Linked DNA regions of Mus musculus: region 1 is linked to region 2. Evidence: chromatin contacts called from public promoter capture Hi-C data. All regions are on one chromosome and are shown on one strand. Each heading gives the region's core, a stretch centred on a gene start, on an enhancer-like site or on the middle of the called end of the contact. The rest is flanking DNA. Distances are from core to core; before and after follow the strand shown. Region 1 holds the start of Urgcp (upregulator of cell proliferation). Region 2 holds the start of Kremen1 (kringle containing transmembrane protein 1).

Region 1 (4,956 bases), core at 2,436-4,935, 480 kb before region 2:
AGCCATCTCACCAGCCCCCAAGTTTTGTTTTTTTAAAGTGATTTCTTTTAGTTGTATATTATCAGTATCCATATTTAAGACATTATATTTACTCAAAAATTACTTACTGTAAATGGACACAATTTACATATAAAGACTCAAAGTGAAATGAAATGTCAAGAGAAACCCTGTAAATATTTATGAGACTGGGAATAGATAAATAATATATTTGTAAATAATACTATTTGTCAATTAAAGTGAATACTTGGCTTTACCAAATATCAGAATATTTTTTCATTTTACTCTAAATGAGATGTAAAAAAATGGGATACATTGTTTTCAATGAATGGCATTATGTGTCTCTGTTGTCTAGGCAATAGTCATCATTAAGACAAGGGTCTGAGACCTGGCTCAGCAGTCTAGAGCACTGGCTGTTTTTCTAGAAGACTTGAGTTGTGTTTCTGGCACCCACATGACAGTTTATAACCAACCATCTGTAACTCTAGTTCCAGGGGACCTAATGCTCTCTCTTAGCCTTTGTGGGCACTGCACTCATGTAGGAACACAGACATATATACAGGCAAAGCACACATGCATAAGAAATAATAAATCTTAAGAATGCAGTAAGAGGGCATGAGAGAGGAGATGGCTCAGCAGTTGAGAGTACTGCACCTGCAGAACACCCAAGCTGTGTTTGAAGCACTGTGTCCAGTAGCTCTCAACCTATGACTCCAGATAAGGGGGATACGATACCTCTGGTTTCCACAGCCACCAGCAATCATGTGTAAATATTCACATACACATACTTCATTAAAAATGAATTTAAAAATCTTTAAGGAAAAATTTAAAACAAAACAAACTCCTGGGAGAGGTTGTGCATTCCTCAGTCCTAGCACTGAAGAAGGCAGAACCAGGCAGATTAAGCAACATTTAAAAATAAAGATTTATAAATTAAGTTGATAATATGAGATGGTTTACTTATTTCTATTTTGCCTTATTTTTTGAGACAGGGTTTCATTGTATAGGCCTGCCTAGCCTAGAACTCACTCTGTAGATTGGCAATGTAGGACGGGGTGTCTCTGAGACCTTCACAGACAGCAGCGACTAGTAAAGGGAGGCGAGGAGGTGAAGTGTTAGTTTGTCAATTTGCTCTATACTTTCTGGCGGGTACGCATGCCGCTATTGCCCCAATGTTCTGGATTCCTGAAAGAAAGACACACACACACACACAGCCTTATATCTTAAATAACCTTAAACAGCTCAATGGCCAAGCCACTCCCTTATTCCACGTGGCTAACACACACACTTCCCTCCCGTATCCCTGAGTTAATACTTACTAAATCTATATTTCATCTTCGCTGCCCAGGACCCTGCTAGGCAGCCCTCCTATGGCTGCTTTCCCCTGAACCTACATGTCAGCTGTTTCACCCTCCTGCGCCTTTCCAGAGTGGTCCGTCTCCTACACTCCGGTCTTGGAGGAATCTCCTCTTCCTCCTTCCCTTCCTGGGAATCCTAAAAGTCCTGTCTCTGTCTTCCTACCCAGTCATCAGCCACCGGAAACTTTATTGACCAGTCAAAAACCAACTGGGGACAGGCTTCCTTTGGTCCAATGTGTGGTGTGGGACACTGCTCCCTGAGGGCTGGGACTGAAGGCCTGCACTACCACAGCCTGGCGGAAGAGGCTTCCTTTTGCACATCAATTTAGGTTTTTGTTTTGTTTTGTTTTGTTTTTTTTTGGGGGGGGGGGTGTTCAAGACAGGGTTTCTCTGTGTAGCCCTGGCTGTCCTGGAACTCACTTTGTAGACCAGGCTGGCCTTGAACTCAGAAATCCACCTGCCTGTGCCTCTGCCTCTGCCTCTGCCTCTGCCTCTGCCTCTGCCTCTGCCTCTGCCTCTGCCTCTGCCTCTGCCTCTGCCTCTGCCTCTGCCTCTGCCTCCCAAGTGCTGAGATTAAAGGCGAGGCCACCACCGCCCTGCTTGTTTTGGTTTTTTAAACTTGCTTTAGTCTGGCCTTCTCTAGTGGCGATCATTACTGCCTTGAATCCAGCCATTTATGATTGCCCAGTCCTCAACCTTTCTCACCCTTTCTTCTGGATTTGTACTTTGTATCGAACTTTCCATTTGTCAGCTTTCCTGGGTAGCTCTCTGATGTCTTCTGAACATCTCAAGTAATTGTTAGCTTTTGTTTTCCTGAAGAGGGCAAGAATGTCCAGAAGCACTGACTGGATTCAAGTACTGAAAGAGAACCTGTACTAAAGGAGTATTCATTTATTTAGCCCTCAGAGAAGAAGAGAATGAGGAGTGGTGGCCCTGGAGAGCTCCTGTCTTATCTGGGCAACTGTAGCTAGTAAGTAGGCAGAGCCCAGTTTCCAGCCTAGGTGTTCTGGTCGATGGGCAAATTGTTCAATTATCTCTTCGGTGCTTTATAATCTCTTTGGTGTTTAATATTCTTTTTTTTTAAGATTTATTTATTTTATTATCTGTAAATACACTGTAGCTGTCTTCAGACACTCCAGGAGAGGGCGTCAGATCTCATTACCGATGGTTGGGCGCCACCATGTGGTTGCTGGGATTTGAACTCAGGACCTCTGGAAGAGCATTCAGTGCTCTCAACCACTGAGCCATCTCTCCAGCCCGGTGTTTAATATTCTTAGTGGTGAAGAGAATACTATCTCAATGTTGGGCCCTGCCCCGCATGGTGGTGCACACTTTTAATCTCAGCACTCTGGAGAAAAAGCAGGCAGGTGGAACTCCATGAATTCAAGGCCATCCTGGTCTACACAGCAAGCTCTTGGCAGGACAGTGTTAAACAGAGAACCTGTCTCAATGAAAATAAAGAAAAAGAACTTGAAGGTAGGAAGGTGGGGAGGAGCTGGGAAGGGAAATTATAGTGACACATAGTTTGTATTTTTTTTCTCATTTTCTCAACAGTTCATTACTACCGTTTGATTTGATTTTACTGGTTATGAGTTCTGAAATGACATGATTGGACTAATGCTTTTATGTCACAGAAAGGAAAATGCACTGTATGAAAAAAATAAATTGAAAAAACAACTTAATGTGATAACACAAAAATGCCACCAGCAGTGGTTTGCACTGCATAGTCCAGAGTTTGTTTCTTTAAATTAGGTATTTTCTCTTAAAAGATATAATTTGTCTTTGAAACTAATTTAGCAGGGGCTGGAACCAAGCCTCAAAATTTTACATGCCTAAATATTCATAGCTTGTAGGTGATTCTGGGAAACCCCACTGCACAAGTTCTAAACTTTTTATTTCTATGTAATACAAGATAAGGCTTAATATACACACTTAAAAAAAAAGTGGGAAACCAGCTCAGAGGCCAACATTACTCCACCCCGCTGCGAACTAGTAGCAGGAGAGATGTTGTTTTCCTTTAGAACAGCAACACTGTACACCCCAGAGGTAGAGGAAAGTGCGTTTCTTACAGAAATTAACATCAGAATGCGGGGACTAGAGGGTGGTGTCCAGCAGTCTGGCAGCTGTCAGTGGCCCCAGGGCAGGTCTGGCTCCGCAGGTGAGTTCCAGCCTCCGGGCAGCGGGCCGGCCTGGCCGGTGGCTGCCGTAGGTAGTGCTCTGGGCCCAGGGCGTCCTCTCCCTCGCCCCAGGCGCCCGCCTGCCCTCCACTGAGCTCAGCCCACGGCGCCCGACGCCCTAACGGAGCGGGCGGGGGCGGCCTACAGGCCCCTCCCCGGCGCCCGGCGGCAGCCGCGCAAGCAGCGGAGGAGGCGGGAGCGCCCAGGCCGCTGCGCTCATGGCGTCGCCGGGGTGAGTGAGGCGCTCCGGGTGTGCGGGGGGCGCCTGTTGGGCGAGGGGCGGGCGGAACTGTGCGTGTCCACCACCCGGCGCCCCCTTGGCCTCGGCCGGACCCCGGCTGACTCTGTCCCGCCAGGTGCCTGTCCACGACCCGCGGCCTCCCCCGCCGACCTTGGGCGGTCGTAGCCGGGCCAGGGTCTCCCGGCAGGGCCGCGGGCAGGACCAGCCAGGACAGCGGCCGGTCAGGGCCGGAGAAACGGGTTCTGGAGAGGGGCAGCAAGGAAGCTGCGGGAGGGGACTCGGGGTCCTAGGGCTCGGCTGAGGCCGCAGAGCGGCTTAGCAGGCCTGACGTGTGTTTCTGGCGTTTAGACTTGCTTGCGTTGGAAGTTGATGCTTGGGTTCACAGTCATTAGGGGACATCCCCAGGCTGTCCCACGTCAGGGCAAGTGGGGCTCAGCTGGACTGGACCCTTGTCCAGAGTGAAAAAGCGGATTCGGGATCTAAGACTGCCTGTGTTGGGGTGGGGGTGGGGGTGCTTCTGTGGGATGGCTACACTTGTTCTGGTATTACCTCTTTCCTAGTGCTCGTTCTCTCTCCCAAATAGTGTTCTTAGGAAATTATATAGTGACACATAGTTTGTATTTTTTTCTCATTTTCTCAACAGTTCATTACTACCGTTTGATTTGATTTTACTGGTTATGAGATCTGAAATGACATGATTGGACTAATGCTTTTATGTCACAGAAAGGAAAATGGGTCTCAAGGTCATCGCTATAGGTGGTAAACATCTTTTTGACTGTACGCCATCATTCAGAGGGTCTCAGACCCAGTAGTACTGGTAGCAGCCCACGCTGTGTATCATTGCAGTTAGAAGACTTACAGGTGCAGGAGGACTTCTGGGGGAAGCATGTAGAAGTTAGCTCTCCCACAAAGGCAGACTTCACTATGCTAGGGAGTGATTTGGCTCGGTACAGTGGTCTGAATGAAGGTGAATGAAGCAATCTGAACTTGATCCAGGCCTGCAGGCGCCAGTCAGATCATGGGCAATTTCCACCTGCCTAATGCCTTTCTAGGCTCGAGGGCAAGCAGGCACTTCTGAGACCAGGCCTTTTTCAATGCCAGCTGGGTATCCAGTACTTTGAGCTCATAAGGAGAATAAACTGTGATCCATCCTGGGCAGGCCAGGCTTTGGACCCAGAGGGCC
Region 2 (5,063 bases), core at 1,055-3,554:
AGCAGCCTTGTGGAGCACTGGCTTCGGTGGTGTCTCCCCATATCACAGGCCCCTGGGGTAGCCCCTTTATTGTTACCACAGACTTAACCATAATCGTATTGCTCTTTCCTTGTTGCAGCTGTGGGCCGAAGCTCTCTGCTCCGTAATGTCCGATGTCCATGGGTCATGTTAGGCCCTCAGTTAAAAAGGAAGAAAAAAGAAAAGAAAAGAAAAAAAAATATATATATATATACACAACAGTCCCACGTGTGGAACCTGGAGGCTGAGTTCTCACTAGTAAGTGAAGGGTGTGTCCACTGGGCGGTGGGGGCGTCCACTCAGAAACACCTAGGGTTCTTGAATTCAGGAACAACAGGGAAAGCAAACGATTGAACAAGATTCTTCTTGCCACAGCTCTGGGTCGTGTGGGTGGAGAGGGACAGAAAGGCAGGCGCCTCGTGGGAGGTATCTACGCCCTTGGGGCCCAGCTCTGGGAGCTGCCTCCTGAGTGTGGGAAGGCTGGGGAGAACACCTGCCCAGTGAGAGGGCGAGGGGCACAGGGCGCAGGGGTGGGTGTACCCCAGGTAGGCCAGGGTATCCCACGGGGCCAGGATCGCCCAGCCCTGCTCCGGGCACAGCGAGTAGGAACAGGAGGGCAGATGTTCCTGCCACCGCCAAGCCTGGTGCAGGCCTGTACTTGCCAGCCCCGGACCAAGGACTTGAAAGCTCTCGGTGCACAGCCCGGACCTGTCCTGCCGGGCGTCGCCGTGGCGTTTTAAGCAAGAGCAATCGGAAAATCCCCGCTGCCTGGGGGTGTGAGGAGGAGTAAGGAGGCTCGAGATCCTGGGGGGTGGGGGGCTGCCTCGCGGAGACCGAGAATTTAAGCCACAGAACCCCAAGTCTCCCCTAATGAAGAGACACAGCGCTTGCCCCATCGAGTTGGGCACTTTTGTTGCTTCCGTATCTTTGGACCTTGAGGTCTTTTATGGTTCCTATTTTGCTGATGGTTGAGCAAAATACATTGGTGAGATATATATATATACACACAGATACATATATATGCAAATATATAGTGTATCACCCATTTTATACTAATTAAAAATAATTTAACTGGGAGTGGGGACACACACCTTTATTCTAGCACTTGGGAGGCGTAGGCAGGAAGACCTCTGTGAGTGCGAGGACAGCCTGATCTACATAGTTCCAAGACTCAAAATAATAATAATAATAATTTAAAACTGGTGTGATGGCTCATCGGTAAAGACAATTGCCACCAAGGTTGAGGACCTGAGTTCCCAGAACCGACAGTGCAAGGAGAACCGACTCCCACAAATGGTCCTCTGGTGTTACACATGCACCCATACACATACAATAAAAAACATATATGTATGTACATATGCATTTATACATACATATATTTTTTTCTTTGTTTCTGTTTTATAGCCCTGGCTGTTCTGGAACTCGCTTTATAGATCAGACTAGTCTCCAACACCAAGACCTATCTGCCTCTGCCTCCCGAGTACTGGGATTAAAGGCGTGCGCCACCACTGCACCGCTGTAAATACATATTTTTAAAAGAATAAGTTGCGCTAGTTGACACGGATATGATAGGATTCTGCACAAGGCTCAGTATGCTGTCCCTTTGGTAGCTGCAGGACTCCACAAGGAGAAAGAACTCCACATTTACTGAGCCCCCACTGTGCGTGCGAGGTTTCCGTGCATTATCTCACTTTGTACAACCGCTTTGTGGAGCAGACGGTATCGACATACCACTGAGCAGAAGGGAGCCCCGTTTTCTTTAAACCTGTATACATTTATACAGATCTTACGAGTAACCAAGTGGGATACGAACCGGGACTGGAGGACTCCAGAACACGCTTTGGCTAGCCGCTACCACGAGCCTAGCAAGAGCAAGAGGTTTGTTCTGGTTACTACCGCAGTGGTGGAACTCGCGCGTGAGTCACGACCTAGGTAAGGGTGAAACAGGGGTCACGGCGCTCGGCCGGTGTCAGCGCCGACAAACCTCAGCGTGGGGACTCAGAGGCAGGACCCGTCCCGCCCTCACCTGTAGACTCCACACCTCGGGTGGCCTCACCGCGCCTGCTGTGGGGGCGGAGCCAGGTGGGGCGGGGGCGGGCTCCCGCGCGTGAGTGGCAGGCCGCGCATGCGCAGGCCGCCCGGCTCGGAATCCTAGCAGGCGTCAGGCAATCCGGGCGGTGCTGAGGAGGACGGGGCGGCGCTGAGGAGGGCGGGCCGGGGCGGACCGGGGCGGGCCGGGGCGGACCGGGGCGGGCCGGGCGGCGAGGGCGGGGCGACGCTGAGCTCCGTCCTGCTCCCATGGCCGCCCCCGGCTCCCGGTGCTGCCCCCTCTGCCCCGGGCCGCGCCCGGGGGTCCCGCACTGACGGCCCATGGCGCCGCCCGCCGCCCGTCTCGCGCTGCTCTCCGCCGCTGCGCTCACTCTGGCGGCCCGGCCCGCGCCCGGTCCCCGCTCCGGCCCCGGTGAGTGAGACCCCGGCCCCCCCCCGAACCCCCTCGCCCTCTCTCGCGCGTGGACCCCGGAGAACCCGATGTTCGGGCTTCTGTCCCAGCACGCGGCGTGGACGCGCCTGTCCCGCGTTACCAGGACTCTGCCCCGAGTGCCGGCTTCTAACTTTGCCGAACTCTGCTTCCGACTTACGGAAGAGAAGGGGGTGCGTGACGGCTAAAGTCGCCCGTACCGAGTGCAGACTACTCTGAGTCCACCGCGGCGTCCGCCCGAGGTGGTGCTCTCGGCCAGGATGGAAGCTGGGATGGCAGCTTAGTTCCCACACGCCCTTCCTTGCCTCGGAATCCTTTCCCAGTGGAAGGACAAGCATGAGGGTGTTGTCTGGCCCAGTTCGGTTTCTTTGCAGGTTGTTGAGAGCTGATGAGCATAGGACATTGGTGAACCTGCCACTGGGGTCTCCACCCTAAGTTGCGGATTGTGATGTTGCGAAGGCAGGGTTTTACTAGTAAAAGAAAACTCAGAGTTGCTTTGTTTTCTTGACAGCTTGGATTTAGGGGAAAGGCTGAGATTTATTTTCTGTGTGATTTTGAGGCAAAGCTGCTTGAACCTCTGTTACTTGATCTGAAAGTGGGGGGGGGTAACTCACTCCCATGAGCAGTGTTGGTGAACATTAAATGATACACTGTAGGCAACTTGCTTAGAGTGTTCCACCATGTGTAGTCATTAAACGATTTAATAATACTTATTATAGTGTTTCCCAGTTCACTAAGGACTAGACACCTGGTTTACCCAGCGAATACTGAATTTCTTTCAGGATGAATCCCGGCAAAAGGCAAAGCTGGGTTTTGGGACGGCAGAATGAGGAGTTCCCAACACACCAAACCTGAGACTCAGTAGAAGTGGTTTCTAGGTGATTGCTGCCTTCTATGGGACTTCTATAATGTGCTCTTTTCTACTGTTTGTAGTATGTGAACAGGGAGGGAGGGAGGGACGTTCCGAGAGCCAGGACGTGTCAACATAACTGTAACCTAGTAACTCCTTCCACTTTGTCATCTTTGTGTTCAGGATTTAATGTCCTCTATGGAGAGAGAGGTACGGGTGGGAGTGGACTGGCGCTCCTTCCTGGAAAGGGCACTGTGAGCCTATTCTGCCCACACTTGCAGGGAGGTAGCATCTGTTAGGCACCGACGCTTTGCTAGGTCAGATGCAACAGCTCTTGGGTAAAGTTGGTATGCTTTTATTTAGGAGTCCTGGGTAAGGACAAATTTATGGCTGTTGTGAAACAGTTTACTAGGTCCCTCAAACTCTCCTCAGCGGGGTTCCTCAGCATTCTGCAACATCAGTGCCTTTGTGATGTTTCCCCTCTGGTTCCAGAAGCAGTTTCAGAAACAAACCACATGGTTTTCAGCATCATATCCTGTCAAGAACCTAGCGACTAGTTTGTTAAATCCTTTCCAATTAAAAAAAAAAAAAAAAAAAGCTGTACACTGAGAATATGCCAAACTTACCATTTCATATTTTGTGATACTGTAATTTTCTCTAAAATTTTGTGGATGGAAAAAATTATTCCAATACTTATATTCTGCACAACTTTGTAATATTTAAATTACTGGTGGTTTGCATTTTTGAATGCTGACTTTATAAAAACAGTTAGCTCATTCCCCTTCAATGTTATTCTAATTATAGTGTGTAGTCAACCCCAAATGATCTCCAGTCTCTCTGCTCTTTTGTCATGCGTTCTCTTCTATCACAACTGATAAGAAAGGCGACAGAGGTTAGTGGTAGCCTTTTCTTGCCTCTCACCATCCTCCTCAACGTCTCATCTGGAATTTGTCCTATTAGTCAGTAATATGTGTTGTTATAAAACCTGAGTTTGGTCACCTGTAAGGCCTGCATACTCTATAGTAATTCTCTTAGCCCCATAGATGGATAATTTAAGTGTTTAAGATGAAGTGAGTCCTCCTTTCCCCCCACCTTTTTTAGACCAGGCTGGCCTCGAACTCACAGAGATCTGCCTGCCTCTGCCTCCTGATCACTGGGACTTTCCCTTTATAAATCTCAAAGCAAAAAAGTATTGCGTTTAGGCTCCGTACTGACCAAATTGGTGTGCTCAATATAGCTGTCAGTACACTTAGAGTTTAGAATAGGTGGACCAAAAGCAAAATGATTAAAACAAAGCTACAGCTTCATCATCTCCATATTGGGAGGTTTTGGTAGTAAGCAGTGTACCAGCTTTAGTTTAGAATCTAAAGTTTTAAAGGATTTATTTATTGGGGAAGTATGGCGATGAGTACTTAATGGGGTGAGTGTGGAGATCAGAGTGTTTTTGGTAATCAATTCTCCCTATCTACCTTGTCAGTCCCTGAGATTAAAAGATCTTCAAGCTTAATACAAACACCTCTAACATCAGAGTCATCTTGATGGCCCCTAGTTTTGAATTTTGGAGCCTGGAACTCTACCTGAGGCTGTAGACCAGCGGTTTTCAACCTTGCTCATGCTCCGACAATTCAATAAAGTTCCTCATGGTGTGGTGACAACCCACCCCCCCATAAAATTATTTCATTGCTCCTTAACAACCGTAATTTTGCTACTGTTATG

The links. Capture Hi-C pulls out chosen DNA fragments and counts their contacts.
Region 1: a contact with region 2 is called in a promoter capture Hi-C map of pancreatic islet, with 5 times the contacts expected there. The contact joins the promoter of Urgcp here to the promoter of Kremen1 in region 2. A contact is called at or near these places in 3 of 39 promoter capture datasets (embryonic stem cells, hippocampal neurons and liver), 3 of 115 datasets of contacts at active chromatin or transcription factors (effector CD8 T cells, embryonic stem cells and memory CD8 T cells) and 4 of 9 other capture datasets (adipose tissue, liver, macrophages and 1 more).

The regions. Positions count from the first base shown.
Region 1 is chr11:5,739,905-5,744,860 of GRCm38.p6, reverse strand. Urgcp (upregulator of cell proliferation) reads left to right here and starts at 3,685. Exons shown (of 6, transcript NM_178623.3): 1 at 3,685-3,764. The coding sequence starts at 3,751.
Region 2 is chr11:5,258,851-5,263,913 of GRCm38.p6, reverse strand. Kremen1 (kringle containing transmembrane protein 1) reads left to right here and starts at 2,304. Exons shown (of 9, transcript NM_032396.3): 1 at 2,304-2,479. The coding sequence starts at 2,389. It overlaps Gm46268 (a long non-coding RNA gene), which reads right to left and starts at 2,897. Exons shown (of 4, transcript XR_003949640.1): 1 at 2,698-2,897; 2 at 1,832-2,198; 3 at 89-175.